5 separate regions of the Mus musculus genome follow, and all the other regions are linked to region 5. A link is a contact called in public HiChIP or PLAC-seq and promoter capture Hi-C data. All regions are on one chromosome and are shown on one strand. The core of a region is the stretch at or near the end of the contact, and the rest is flanking DNA. Distances in the headings are between cores, read along the strand shown. Region 1 holds the start of Eif5a2 (eukaryotic translation initiation factor 5A2). Region 2 holds the start of Dnajc19 (DnaJ heat shock protein family (Hsp40) member C19). Region 3 holds the start of Rpl22l1 (ribosomal protein L22 like 1). Region 4 holds the start of Slc2a2 (solute carrier family 2 (facilitated glucose transporter), member 2). Region 5 holds the start of Skil (SKI-like).

Region 1 (2,700 bases), core at 159-2,658, 2.3 Mb after region 5:
AGCTATGTCACTCCCTACACAGCAGCACAATCCCAGCTCTGACTGTAATGGAGCCTTTCACCTCTTCCAAGGTCATCTTACTTTCTTTAAAAAAAGTTGCAGTGACACAGAACGAGATTCAGTAAGTACCCAAAACCCGAACAGTTTCATGGCATCAAAACTCAACACACCACACACGTCAGCAAGTCAATTAACAAGAGTCCACAGAAAGTGAAAACCAAGTCTCTTAGAATTAGAAGAACAGGCTTGTTTCTACTAAACACGGATTTAAAAAAGTTTTAGTTTCCAGTTAATGAAACATTCTAAGGGTCCGATTAAATGGAGAGCTTTACTGAGAGTAATGTCTGACCATTCAAGAGACTGAGGGGAAGGAAAAAAAGTTATTTTTCAATATAGAAACCTCACGATGTAGAATGGAACACGAATGATCTTAACGGTGAAGCCAAAAAATGACTTGGAAGGGCCTACCTTGGCATGACCATGCTTCCCAGTCTTGGAAGTTGACATCTCCACGATTTTGCATGGTCGCCCTTTGAGCACGACGAAGCCGTTTTTGCGCAGGGCTGAGCACTGCATAGGATAAGTGCTGGAAGCCCCTGCATCTCCAGTAGTGAAATCAATTTCGTCTGCCATGGTGGACTGGGGAGATGTGCGGTTTTTCTGAGGGAACTATGCGAAAAGTTTGTTTGCGTTTTAATAACCGGCATGCAGGCGGGGTTATGTCTCATTTTGAAGACAGGTAGCCGAGCATCACTAGCCCGTTATGTTTGCATTTATAGAACACCCACTCTGAGTGGAGTATACTTTGCCATTCAGGCCTCTGAAAACTTTTCCAGCCCTTGGTGGGAGGTGGGGAAAGGAGCCGCAGAAGAGCTCGCCGGAGAGTGAAGGCGACACCAGCGCCCAGCCGGCAGGTCCAGTCCCCACCACCCCACCGCAAGAAGTGCCCACGACCTTCCTGCGCCGGGATGCGGGGCCCGGCGCCTCCCTCCGTCCCATCCCCGCTGCCAAGGTATCAGCCAGGCCGCAGGTTCGGGGAAGACTGGGACAGGAGCACCCGGCCGGTTGCACCTGGCCCTCAGTGCGCCTAGGACCCGCAGCGGCGCCGCCCTGGCATCCCGGTTCGGCCCAGCGGTAAAGGGCCCTAGCTCCGGCGGTCCCGCGCTTGCCGCCCTCCAGTTCCCAAGCATCTCGGCTCCTCCCCTCGCCCGGACCCCAGCATCACCGGCTGCATCCCCCGCCGCCCCGCCGACCCGGCCCCAGGTCTTCACCTTCCGGCCCCGCACCGCACGCCTTTGCTGCGTCCGCCGGTCCCTGCGGCTGCGGCGGCGCTGGCGGCCGCGGCTGGTCCAGGAGACGGGGCGGGGCCGCCACGCTTCCCACACCCGGCTCCCCGCCCCGGCCCGCCCAGCCCGGGCCCGCCCCGCCGCGACCACACTTCCGGGATAGGCCCCGGCGCGCCACAGGCCCCGCCTCCAGGTCGCCCATTGGCTCGAAGCTTCCCGAGGTCCCGCCCCGTCACGTGAAGCTCGCCCTGGCAACCCCACGTGCTGCGGATTAGTGCACTTCCGGCGTGCAGAGCTGCCTGCAGTCGACTGTTTGAAGCTTCGCAGTGTTCCCGGGCGAGATGCATCCTCATCTTCAGTTCGGCGCCCAGTTGACCTTGGGGACGACTATTAGGACCAGGTAGCTTGCTCTGGGCCCTAGCACGCAGGTGCGTGGATGCTGTCACTTAATGGTCTTCAAACTCTCAAGTCCTGCTGATTTTGCAAGAGTCCCGAGTGTTGGTGGAGTGGAACTTTGATTCAAGCTTCTGGTACAGCTTGCAGCCCTCCTTGGGGCTGGAATCCGTGCTTGGAGCTCGAAGAGTGCTAGGTGTGGTATGCTATTTCATGATTCTGCATTGTAGATCCTCAGAGGACTCCAGACACTATGACGAGGTGCTGGTGAAGTCAGCAGTGTTCTCAGGGGCGGGAAATCCCATGTACCCGAGACTCTACGGTGACCTTTGATCTTCCTGGCATCGGTGTGCCCTAGAGTTTGAGGTTTTGTTTTTGTTTTTGTTGTTAAATGATTAAAGACAAAGATTCTCGAGAAGTGTGCTTTCCTTTCACAGTTTTATCATAGCTTCATCTCTCACCTTGGAAAGAATCAAGGTAATTAACTGACCACCCCACAACCCAGTTCATGTTGTTCAGTGATTTGGTATTGCTGTCCTATAAACAAATCTAGTCTCATAGTCACTTACACGTATATGCAGAACACATTTCATTTGTGTTGTCTAGAAGCAATAAGCACATGGCTTCCATAAAGTAAACTCTGCCTCTTGTTACAGAAAGAGCCGAATTAGGACCCCTGGCTTCTGAGTTCCCTCTGCTTTTCCCTATTGTTGTTGTTACTATTGCTCCTGCTAATACTTAAGTAAGAATTACATAGTGTACTGTTTCATCTCTATTATTAAATCTTGACTACTAAAGTTTTTGTTTAAACTAAGGTTAATGTTAGAATATATATGAAATAAGATTTAAGAGGCTTGAAAAAGGAAATCAGATGTACGATCACCTCCATTGTCAGGATATAGTAGAATATTATCACGTTCCAAAATTTTCTGTGCCTTTTGGTCATCAGCCCTCTTTTTCACCCCTACCTTACACCCAGCCAGACCTTCCCAACTATTAACAGTTACTCTTTTACTCCTCA
Region 2 (2,700 bases), core at 124-2,623, 3.0 Mb before region 5:
TGGCTCACAGTCTCAGAGCTGACAAGGCATAGTCGTCTGATCCCATTGTTTCTGGATGTGTGGTGAAGCAGAACCTTAGGATGGGGAATGTCGGACCTACCAGCAGAGATGAATGATGGCCAAGAAGCAAAGAAAGGGAGGAGCTAGAGACAAGAACCTGCTCCGCATAACTATGATTCAGCTACGTCCCCATCACCTCCCACCATCCACCAAGCCAAGAACCAACTGATCAATCCACTCATCTTCTTAGAGCCTTTCGATCCAGTTACCTTCCCAATACCCTACCTCTAACACATCCCTGCCATGAGTTCTTAACACACACACACAAACACACACACACACACACACACACACACACACACGAATCCATGCATGAGCCTCTGAGAGACAGCTCAGATTCAAAGCACGACAAGTGAAAGTCCAATCCTCACAGCATGCCTGGATTTCATGTCTGCCCACCTAGCCAGGAGAAAGGAATAAGTCTCTGCCTAGTTTCTGTACATCCATGCCCACAGACATGACACTCCCCACAGCTACACCACAGAAACAACCCATGAGAAACGGAAAGATAAGCAAAATATGATACATTCACACAATGGTCTTCTGACAACAAAGGGGAGAAGCTTGGGGAAGTAGCAGGCGAAGACTGGCAAGATTAACAGGAATTCATTGACAAAGAACAGCTACCTTAGTTTCTAGCTTCCCTTGGGGTCACATATGGCTTTTATATTCTCACAACTTACAGCCTTTATGCAAAAAGACAGCTCCTAGTCACTTTCCTTCTAGTCAAGTGCATTTGCCATGCTTAGGCCAAACAACCACATGCTGTGAGCAACACAGGTACAAGAAGCTCTTTTAATTACACAAATAGTAAGTCAGGCTAAAACAGGAGAGAAAAAATTCATGGTGAACACACAACAGGAGCTGTATTTTTAGTGAACAAATCTACATAGCCTGAAGCAGACATCAGGAAGGAAGATGGAAAAAAAAAAAAGACTGGAAAAAATCATTTTCCATATCGTTTCTGATGTTTATAGATCTAACTACGTTCCAAGCCAGAAGAAGAAAGATGTCTCTGCAGGCCATGAAGATCAGCCTTGTGGCTTCTTGACATCTACTGGCGACAGCCCAGGGTAGCAAAAGATGCACAGAAGACAAAATAAATGCCTCATGTGAAAAACAACGCTACTTCCACGGGGTGGGCGGAATAACCTATATAAAGCAAAGTTAGGGAGATAGGTTTTAGCGGGAAAGCCTGTTTTAGGGCCGGATATTGGACTTGCAAGTCAGGAATCCCGGGCAGAGGGCATGGCCAGTCCCGCCCCAGTCCGACCTCTCCGTCAACCGGAGTTGGTGAGGCCCTTTGTGCGGCACTTTGTGCGACAGTTCCGACGCACTTTACGGCGCCGCTGCCGTGTTGCGCGGCGCTAGTGGAAGTGGCGGCATCGCTGGCTCGGCCCTGTCGTTCTCCACAGCTGTACCGTGGCGGTGGGCTCGCGCTGGGATGAGCGCGCGGTGCCGAGCCGCGGAGTGGAGTCATGGTGAGTGGTCGGCGCTGACGGGCTCCGAAGGGGCGCTGGGCGGATACGGAGACTGACCTTTACTCCGGCCTCCGGTGGCTCCAGCTGACACCCCTTATCTGCTTGCAGGCAGGCACACGTTTGTGCCTCCTAGGAGGTCGGGCTGTTACCCCACTACCATCTCCGCACTCCTCCCCTCTTTACGGTGGAAATACCTTATGGGATCAGGGAGCCTTTGCAAGCACTGTTTCCAAATCCAGCAGAAATCTTATTTTCACCGGTCTTGTCTAAACTAGAAAGGGGTTCCAATGCCCAAGGGTTAAAGTTCTCTTCCATGGCTGAAAAATCACCATCTTACTGTTGTGGGTAAAGATGACTTACCCTTTTCTTCTTGGTGAAAATCCCATACTCTGACAATAAATTGTGGATAAAAATTGCAGTAGTTTAATTTTTTTTTTTTAAACAGGGTTTCACTTTGTAGTCCTGGAAGTCCCAGAACGTACAGAAATTCACCTGCCAATGTTTCCCAAGTCCGGGGACTAAATGCAAGCCGCCAATGTGCACCACGTCCAACTGCAGTAGTTTTAAAGACATATTTCTATTAGAAAAAAAAATGTTTCTTCCAGCAGACCCTGTGCTGCACTCTGTAAAGTCCCAGTTGCTTAGAGAGCTAGTCGCAAATTCGTGGGCAGCCTGGACAATTTTAGCAAGACTCCACCTCAGAATAAAAGTGTTGGAACTTTGAGAAAGGCTGGAGTTGTAGGCACCTTACCAGCATGAGACACACACTAGGTTCCATCCCTAATCCTGCCCCAAAAGGGAAAAAGAACCCACCTTTCACCAAAATGAAGGTCGTAATGAGTTTGGCTGCGGAATAGGTAGCAATTAAGAGTAGTAAAGACTTGCTCTTCTCCTCCATTACAGGCCAGCACAGTGGTAGCAGTCGGGTTGACCATTGCTGCTGCAGGATTTGCAGGTTTGTCTGTGGGTTGGGGGTGGAGCAGACTGGTTATGCATGGATTTGCTTATTCTGTTGCTTTTGGTTTTAGGCCGTTATGTTTTACAAGCCATGAAGCATGTGGAGCCTCAAGTAAAACAAGTTTTTCAGAGCCTACCAAAATCTGTAAGTGAACCTTCTTGCTAACTAACTTGCCTGTATTTGAAGCCTGGAGCTTGCCTG
Region 3 (2,700 bases), core at 57-2,556, 2.3 Mb after region 5:
AGGCGTTCAATGTGAACAACATTGCCAAGATTTCCAGTTTTTCCATTGACTTTAACCTTCTCCCGTAGAAACTGTTCCTATTTTCAAACAGAAAGAATGCAAAACTAGGGAAGGAAACCCTAGATGGTCACTAGGGAAGGTACCCTAGGAGCACAGCTTAGGTTAATATCAAGTACTACATTTAAATGCCAACAACTATGCAATCACAGTAAGACACTTACAAAATTTCCAGAGTCAAAAATTCCATCTTCTACTGGATGAGTAAGGTCCAAATGAAACCTCCAGGTGGACTTCTTAGGCTTCTTGTCTTTCTGCTAGACATAATTATGATGCCATTAAAGCAGTTTATTCAGCTTAGACACTGAATTCCCAAGAAAAAAATTACCAACTCAGCATACATCTGGTATAATGGGTTATACACAGACTTGACCAACACCTGAAGGAGCCTGTGCTCTATGTAAAGGTTACTCATTAGCTTGGTTTAAACCAATGTTTCAATTCCCATGAAACGTCATCATTTCCAGTTAAGTACCTTCCAAGTGTAAGCTTATTTTAGTAGAGAAATCTTGCTTGATTATGAAGAACTGCTTCCTACTGTAACTGATGTTATTTCCAATTTCAAATTAAAACACCCACCTGGGTGCTTTTCAAGTTTTATCTGAACTTAAAACACCATTTTTAGGGTAATGGGTCTCTTTATGCTTTATTGTAATTGGTCCAAACAGAGTCACCTAAATGGCTACCAATTAATAATACCTTCACCACCCTCCAATTATCGCAAACCCGGAACTGGCATTTGAGTGAATGACGGGGTGGACTCGCTCACTGCCGTGCAGTGAACAGGCAGTCCCGATGGGGCCATCAGACGTCACTCAGTTTTGAATCCTTACTCAGCAACCTTATTTTTAACAATTTTGGTTATAGTGACTTTCCAAATGTTTAAACCACGCTCTTCAAACTGCTAACGTCATTGCAACCGCGGACCTGGCCACTTAGGCTCTCTTCCGTTGACAGGGTGACCACAGGCCATGGAGAAACCCAGAGGCCCAGAGACCGACCGCGCCCGCCGATACTAAGCTAGTCGCGGGCCCGGCTCCCGCCGCGCAGGCCGCACGGCACTCACGGACGGCTCCGCAACCCGGATTCTATCGTCCCAGTCGAGCCGCCAGGCCGACTCTCTTCCCACCGCCTTCTCTCCTGCGGCGCTCCCGCTCGCTAGACGCAATAGCTACCTGTAATACCCGAGCCCCGCACACGCGCGCGCACTCACCGGCGCCATGTTGAGCTGCAGCCGTGGGAAGAGAACGGGCTTGCGCCGCACGCACGCTTTTATATAAAAACGTGCTGCGTCATACGCAGAGCGTGCGAAATACGCAACTCGGAACCGGATATGCACGGAGTGCTTGGCAGTCACCTAGGAAACGGAGGCGTGGCGTTGGGGGGCGGGGATGCCCTGGCGTTTGGTTTCCGCCTGCGTCTTCGAGTGGGAAGCCGGAGCCGACTGATTCTCTGCTCTGGCTGTGGACTTTGCAAACTTACAAACCAGAGTGGAGTAAGTTCAAGGGATGCAGGAGTTATCTGTTATAATTCAGGGCAAGGCAGACTCTCAATGTTGCTTTATGATCGTCTCTATTATGTTGCGATTATAGTCCTCCAGAGAAAAAGTTCTATGCTTTGCCTAGCTTTTAAGGTAGAGGATGTCCTTCTGAGAAGAACAAGTTGAGTACACTTTGGGTTTATTGGATAGGCATAATTTATTGTACTTTCTACTTACTGACTCACAATCTGCTGAAACCTAACTATCAATGTTTACAAAGTACACTAGGATGGACGTACCTTGATGACAGAAAGTAAAAAAGCATTTGAATTTTGAGCGGTTGTAATTGACGCCAGGTCAGAAAAGTGGTGAGGCTGTTGGTGTTCAGTAGTATACGTTTCTGTTAGTGTGAAACTCTAGTATTTAGGGACAGGAGATGGGATGGACTTTAGTTGTTGATTTGGAAAAGGCCCTAGAATGTAAGAGTTGTGTTCTATCCAAGCGATCGGTAATAGGCGTTAATACAGTGTAGGGTATGGTGCTAGTGGTGCTGAGGTTTTAGAAGAAATCAATTTCATTAAATTTTAAAATCTTTTTGCCTTAAGAATCACAAAAACTTTTCGTTCCAAATGTTCAGGCAGGGGCCAGGGTTGACATTTCTTCCTAAAGGGCTTCCTGTTCTGCAGATCAAAATGATCATTAGATATTTTGAAAATAGGCCATTAATTGACATTTAAAATTTTTGTTTTGCTTATCTTTGGCAACTTTCTGTGTCATAACAATAACCACTTAAGCCAATTATTTAAAGGAGATGAGAGACTCCCAGGACTCAAAGGGAGGAACCTTAGATGAAACACCCTACAGTAGGGAGAGGAACTTTTAGAGCCCACCTCCAGCAGGAATACAGGACAACAAGTGAGGGATGGGGTTGCCATCCCACAGTCACACCTCTGACCCATAATTGTTCCTGTCTGAAAGAATTACCTGGATGGAAATGGAGAGGAGCCTGAGGAAAAGAAGGTCCAGCTACAGACCCAAAGTGGGATCCAGCTCAAGGGGAGGCCCCAGGGCTATTACTGAGGGAGGCTATGTATAGAGTGTTCACAAAAAGGATCCTATCATGACTGCCCTCCAAAAGACCCAACAAGCAGCTGAAAGAGTCA
Region 4 (2,700 bases), core at 96-2,595, 2.4 Mb after region 5:
ATTACAGTTCTCCCTGCTATAGCTTTATCCTGAGCTATAGTACTCACAGAATCTCTATTTCTCGGTCATTCTTTAAATATGCATTGTACAAATACATAACTGACATTTAAACATTTGCCCTCTAAGCCTTCCTCATGTTGTCTTTTACTGACTCTGAGCTCCGAAGAGATCACTTCATTCACAGATCACTAAAAGAAAGCCCAGATTGCCCGTGTCATACACCAGGAGTCCTTATGTTAGCACAGTGTAGAAAACACAAAGGCCAATTGATCTAGTCCGAGTCTCAGCAGCACACACAGCATTAGAACCCACCCCCGAGCCTGGCTGATTCCACAATACGTGGTGTCCCTCACAAAAGAGCACTCCGCACAGCCTCACCAGGTCAGTGTACGAGAATCTTAACAGGGGTGAAGATTTATCAACGTCTACACCATTGCCGTATGCAGGGGTTGGGGAGAACTTGTAAGCGCAGAAGAATGACACATTCTTTTGAAGGTTTTATTTGAAAAAGCCTTCTATCTACAGAGACATTGAAATACCAGGAAAATGAAAACCCCACAGCCTTCACTTTGCTCCCCAGTAATTACCTAACACTCACCACATTGGTTTCTTAACGCGTATTGGTTTGGCTGAACCATTTAAAATTAAGCTGCAGGTTAATTGTGTCACCTCATTCCTAACGACTTCAACTGGTACTCTCCTTAAGAACAAAGGCAAAAATCCCTGTCTGATTGCAATGCTGTCACAGCCATGAATACAACACAGGCTATGCTAGTATTAGCTAAGAGTCAGCCCAAGGTCATAGTCCCCCAGATGGTGCTTCATCCGATCATTTCTTCTTCTTCCCATGGTCCAAGGTCGCCTGCAACAATCAGTTCTCAGTCTCTGAATCTAGAACTACCTTTCATTCCTGGACATTTTTTGAACATTCCAGATCCACTTTCATGATTTGAGTCCTGTTAACTTTCCCCAGATCGTGGGGGTGGTAGGTACATTCTTACAATAGCTATTCAAAACAGCAAATATCCTGAAAAGTCCGATTACTGAATAAGAACATGGAATTTGCTTAGTAGCCAAAAGGATTAGTAATTGACCAAGCAAAGAGGTAGCCTGGACCTGTGGTAACTGCATCCAGTGCCAGCGTATAAGTTCACTGCCTTAAATAGATTCCCAACCTCCTCAAAACCAAAGCCAAAGGACCCCAAGGTCGCTGTACCTTGTCTTCTGACATTGTGTGTGTGTGGAATTGTCCTCTTAATCCAGGTCCTGTACTGAATGTGGATGAATAGCTGACCAGCCAGAGTGCTCACTCTACCTGGTTATACATTGTAGGAGGAGGAGGAGCAAAGAGAGGTAGTTCTGACCTTTTTAACAGAAGCTGAGTATTGATGGTAATCCAATCAATACACCCTTTACCCCAATGACTTGTGGCTTGAGCACAGTAGCAGGTCTCATAAGTATAAGTTACAAACCAGAGACAGACCCATTTTCAGCCTGATAAGTGTGGCAGAAATGGGACAGGGACAGCTGAGAGGGGCAGCCTGTGGGGTCTTTTGTGGAAGCCGAGGCATGCAGTGGTGTCGGGAAGACAAAGTTGGGAGGGCACAGAGCAGTTTGTTCTGCAGAAAATTAGTTCTGTGGGCTCTGTGGCCACAGAGTGTGGCAGCATCGGTTATCTGTGTGAGGTGTGGAGGGATCTGCACTGGGGTTGGAATCACAGCATTTTAGTGAGGATGAACTTAAGCGAGTCAAACCCTGTGACTTTTCTGTGTCTTAGGTTTCTACTGTTTGATTTTTGGCCTGATAAAATAGGGAAGATAGCACACTCATTTTGTTTTGTTGAGGGGATTAAGGGAAATAACGTGATAAATGTTTGGCACAGAAAAAGTTCTCAGTAGATAGTGGCAATGTGCTTTCTACTGTTATTATTAAGTCAGTGTATCTCAAGATGAGAGTGCGGAGCCAGATGCGGTGGCGCACATCTATAATGCTCTAACTGGGGAGGCTGTGCATTGGAGACTCACTGGATCACATGAGAGTTGTAGGATAGCCTTGGCTACACATAGAGAGCCTGGTTGGGAGCCGTAGTGTGCTTGCTATAGCCTTGGCTTTCCAGTGAATTCTGCTTACGTGTCTTGACCCTGTTTCTTCCTAGGAATCCCCTGTGGCATCTGATACAAAAATACTGGGGGAGATACCAAAGTTTGGGTAGCTTCCCTGGGACTGCCAGCTGTGGTCACTGCCATCCACACAGTCCATCTGGATGGAGCCAGTTTACAGCAGAGGAAATGTAAGAACCGGTGGCCAAATGACAGGAACATGAAGGTCGGAAGGAAACTGGGTTTAATTAGTCTGACGTTTTCCCATCTCTTCTCATTCATTCATTCATCCATTCATTCATTCTCTGTCTCTCTCTCTCTGTCTGTCTCTCTGTATATGTGTTATATGTGTACTCCTCTGTGTGAAGGCCAGGAATCAGTATTGAGAGTCTTCCTCTATTACCCTATTATCCTGTCTCTATTTGCGACAGGACCTCAGAGACTCTGAAAGCCATACGTGTGGGCAAGCTGACAGGCCAACGGATCCACTCCAGTGCAGGGATTATAGGCACTGTCAGGCCATGCCTAGATTTTTGTTGTTTTTAATGTGTGTCCACATTTCTGTAAGGTGACAACACGGGAGGCAAACAACTAAGTTCAA
Region 5 (2,700 bases), core at 109-2,608:
GCATGCCATTTAAATTTTAAAAAACAATCCTTTCTCGTTAGAAAAAAAAAAAAAAAAAACCTGTAGTTTCTGGTCTCCCCACCCCCCAAGATACATGTTAATATACCTACCATATGCAACTAAACTTCAAGTACATTCATACATACTATCTTTTTGGAATGAAGAAGAAAAAAAAACTTTCCCTTTAAAAGGTTAGCGAATTTGCCTAATGGAAGCCAAAAGCTGTAAGACTCCACGCCTGGAAATCTCCATCCATGAGCAAGACTAATCCGGGACAAAAAGCACAAGGCAGACAGACCTCACAAAGAATGCAAATGGAGGCAGAGTGGCGAAAAAGAGTATTCATCCACTTCCCTCCCTGGAGAAAACCCAGTAAAAGCCGACAAATAAAAAGCTTTGCTTCTAAACTCCCAGCAATTTATGTTAACACAAACCCAGAGAATTATGGACGAAAGCCACCTAGCCACCGTACTGTGACTTTCGCCACTACAGGGACACCTCAGCCAAGGCGAGCCAAGGAAAAGGGCAGAAGGCATGACCTAGACCAGGGGCGCCCCCACAGCCCTGCGCACACGCAGAGACACCCACTCATCATCAACCCAAAGGACAGGGAAGCAGGGGACTCCCGGCGTCTGGTGAGGTGAGAGGGGGCAGAGGAAGTAGGAGTCCTCCCAACCCCCACCTCTGTGACTGGGATCACCCTAAGTGCCCTCCCCACATCGCCCCACTGCGGGGGCCGCCGGTGGAAATACCCCACGCCCCCGGCCCGCGGGAAGTTCTCTAGGGTTACCTAGGCGCCCCAGGGCTGCGCCTCCCCCCACTTGACCCACCCTGAGCCGTGGCACCCACAGGGGCGCGGGCAGGTTAGGCGCCAAGCCCGGAAGCCCGCGTCGCCGGACGCTTAGAGCTGGGGCCAGCCCGGGGCATCCCCGCCGAGCGCAGACGGCCGGGGGATGGCGGCGATGACCAGGGTCCAGGTCTCCTGGGTCCCGGCGGCTCGGGTCAAGTGCACCGCCATCCCCTCCCAGCTGACCCGTCCCAGAATCCGCGAGGCCTGTACACCCGTGGGACCCCCGCCGCGCGCCCTGTGCCCGCGACCCCGCCCGGGACCCCCACGCATCCCGGACGCCCCACTCAGGCCCTCCGCGCCCGGGCAGACCCCCGGGCTCTGTGCCCTCCCCATCACCCCCGCCGCCGCCGCCTCAGCGCCCCCAGAGGCCGCACGCCCCTCGCGTCCCCTCGCGACCTGCGGCCGCACCTGTGCCCGCCGTCGCCGTCGCCGTCGCTCGCCAGCCGCCTTCGCTGTGCCGGCGCCGCTCCGAACCCCACACACATCGCTACACACAGCCTCTGACGTCACCCGGCCCGCGGCCCGCCCACGTCACTGCGGAGACACGGCTTCCCGCAGACGCCGCCGCCGTCTCCGGCCGCCCGGGGGACAGCGAGGGCGGCGGGCGGGGGAGGGGAGGGAACGAAGCCAGCGGCGCCGCGCGGCCCCGCGCCAGCCAGCCCCTCGGGCGCGCGCGCCGTCTGGCCTATTGTGGCTCCCGGCGGGCTGCACACTGCAGGCTGCGCGCGCGTCCCCAGCCCCGACCGGGGCGCGCGCCTGGCGCCTCGGCCGCGCACGCGCGTGCTCCCGCTCCCCCGCCCCCCTCGCGCGTACCCCGCGCTGCTGGCCCGGCGCGCCGTCTGGGCGGCTGGCGCACGGCGCTGTCTGCGGTGCCCGGCTCAGACAGGATGTTCCCTCGGCCCCACCCCCGCCGCCCTCCTTCCTTCCTCGAGTCGCTCAGCCGGCTGTCTGGGGCCGCCCTCGCCACGCCCGCCGCCGTGTGGCGACGGGCCAGACCTGGGGGCGCCCTGGCCGCCGGGCCGCCGCGCTGCGAGGCGGGGGGGGTGAGAAGGGGGAGAGGGGGCAGGGCGCGGCGGGCTGCACTGTGCGCGACCCCGGCAGCTGGCCGCGCCCGAGGTCAGGCTCGGCCAGCAGCCCCCCTCAACCCCCGCGGCCGCAGCTGGCCGCCCGGCCCCGCCCCGGAGGTGGCCTGCGGGTGGCTCCCCGCCGCGACCCCCGGGCTGAGCCCGCCGCGCAGACGCCCCCGCGCTGCCACCGCCCCCCCCCCCGCAGCGCCACCACCTGCCCCCGTGCTCCCCGCTCCCAGTGTTGCCACCCTCCCCCCGCCCAGTGCCGACGTCGCGGGGCCTCTCGCCCCCGTGGGGCCTCCCGCCGCGGCCGCCCTGCCAGCTGCCGGTGAGCAGCCCCGCCTGGCCGCTCTGGGGTGGCCTGACCCGGCCGCCATCGCCCCAGAGTCCGCGGTTTGCGCACCGCGGGGACAGATCTTGCTGCCCCAGCTGCTCTTAGCCTCCATAAGTGACCCATTCTGATTCACTAAGCACTTTGGTTGGTGTTTTCGGGTGTGTTTTTTTCTTTCTTTCTTTCTTTTTAATTTTTCCAGAGACGGTAAGAGGTGGAGGAAGATAACCACTTTCGGCTGCCACCTCGAACCGCCGGCGGGGGTGGGTGAGGGGACTTCCTAGCCAACGTATCCAGGATAGCTCGAATATTCAACTCTGTGAAGCTAGCCCGTCATATTTCGAAACACCAAGAAATCCCCTTTTCTCCACCCCACCGCAGGATCAGGAACTGAAATAGCGCAGCGAGTAGCACTGCGCAGACTTAGGGAACTCGAGCTTCGGCGACGGTGG

Evidence for each region. Promoter capture Hi-C pulls out the DNA fragments that hold promoters and counts their contacts. HiChIP or PLAC-seq counts read pairs in DNA pulled down with a chosen protein or histone mark.
Region 1: a promoter capture Hi-C map of pre-B cells shows a contact between it and region 5, with 2.1 times the contacts expected there. The contact joins the promoter of Eif5a2 here to the promoter of Skil in region 5.
Region 2: a contact with region 5 is called in a promoter capture Hi-C map of pre-B cells. The contact joins the promoter of Dnajc19 here to the promoter of Skil in region 5. A contact is called at or near these places in 3 of 39 promoter capture datasets (the 3T3-L1 cell line, liver and pre-B cells) and 1 of 9 other capture datasets (liver).
Region 3: a contact with region 5 is called in an H3K27ac HiChIP or PLAC-seq map of thymic regulatory T cells, with 14 times the contacts expected there. The contact joins the promoter of Rpl22l1 here to the promoter of Skil in region 5. A contact is called at or near these places in 7 of 39 promoter capture datasets (the 3T3-L1 cell line, 3T3-L1-derived adipocytes, hippocampal neurons and 2 more), 2 of 115 datasets of contacts at active chromatin or transcription factors (astrocytes and thymic regulatory T cells) and 2 of 9 other capture datasets (adipose tissue and liver).
Region 4: a contact with region 5 is called in a promoter capture Hi-C map of liver, with 2.6 times the contacts expected there. The contact joins the promoter of Slc2a2 here to the promoter of Skil in region 5. A contact is called at or near these places in 2 of 39 promoter capture datasets (both in liver).

What each region holds. Positions count from the first base shown.
Region 1 is chr3:28,779,985-28,782,684 of GRCm38.p6, reverse strand. It overlaps Eif5a2 (eukaryotic translation initiation factor 5A2), which reads right to left and starts at 1,408. Exons shown (of 5, transcript NM_177586.6): 1 at 1,272-1,408; 2 at 469-669. The coding sequence starts at 633. 1700112D23Rik (RIKEN cDNA 1700112D23 gene) reads left to right here and starts at 1,563. Exons shown (of 3, transcript NR_166152.1): 1 at 1,563-1,714.
Region 2 is chr3:34,080,027-34,082,726 of GRCm38.p6, reverse strand. Dnajc19 (DnaJ heat shock protein family (Hsp40) member C19) reads left to right here and starts at 1,373. Exons shown (of 6, transcript NM_026332.4): 1 at 1,373-1,541; 2 at 2,445-2,496; 3 at 2,570-2,643. The coding sequence starts at 1,539.
Region 3 is chr3:28,804,114-28,806,813 of GRCm38.p6, reverse strand. It overlaps Rpl22l1 (ribosomal protein L22 like 1), which reads right to left and starts at 1,306. Exons shown (of 4, transcript NM_001347226.2): 1 at 1,271-1,306; 2 at 222-311; 3 at 1-77. The coding sequence starts at 1,279. It overlaps Gm32950 (predicted gene, 32950), which reads left to right and starts at 1,463. Exons shown (of 3, transcript NR_166194.1): 1 at 1,463-1,552.
Region 4 is chr3:28,696,548-28,699,247 of GRCm38.p6, reverse strand. It overlaps Slc2a2 (solute carrier family 2 (facilitated glucose transporter), member 2), which reads right to left and starts at 1,345. Exons shown (of 11, transcript NM_031197.2): 1 at 1,217-1,345. The coding sequence starts at 1,231.
Region 5 is chr3:31,093,716-31,096,415 of GRCm38.p6, reverse strand. Skil (SKI-like) reads right to left here and starts at 1,358. Exons shown (of 7, transcript NM_001039090.2): 1 at 1,259-1,358.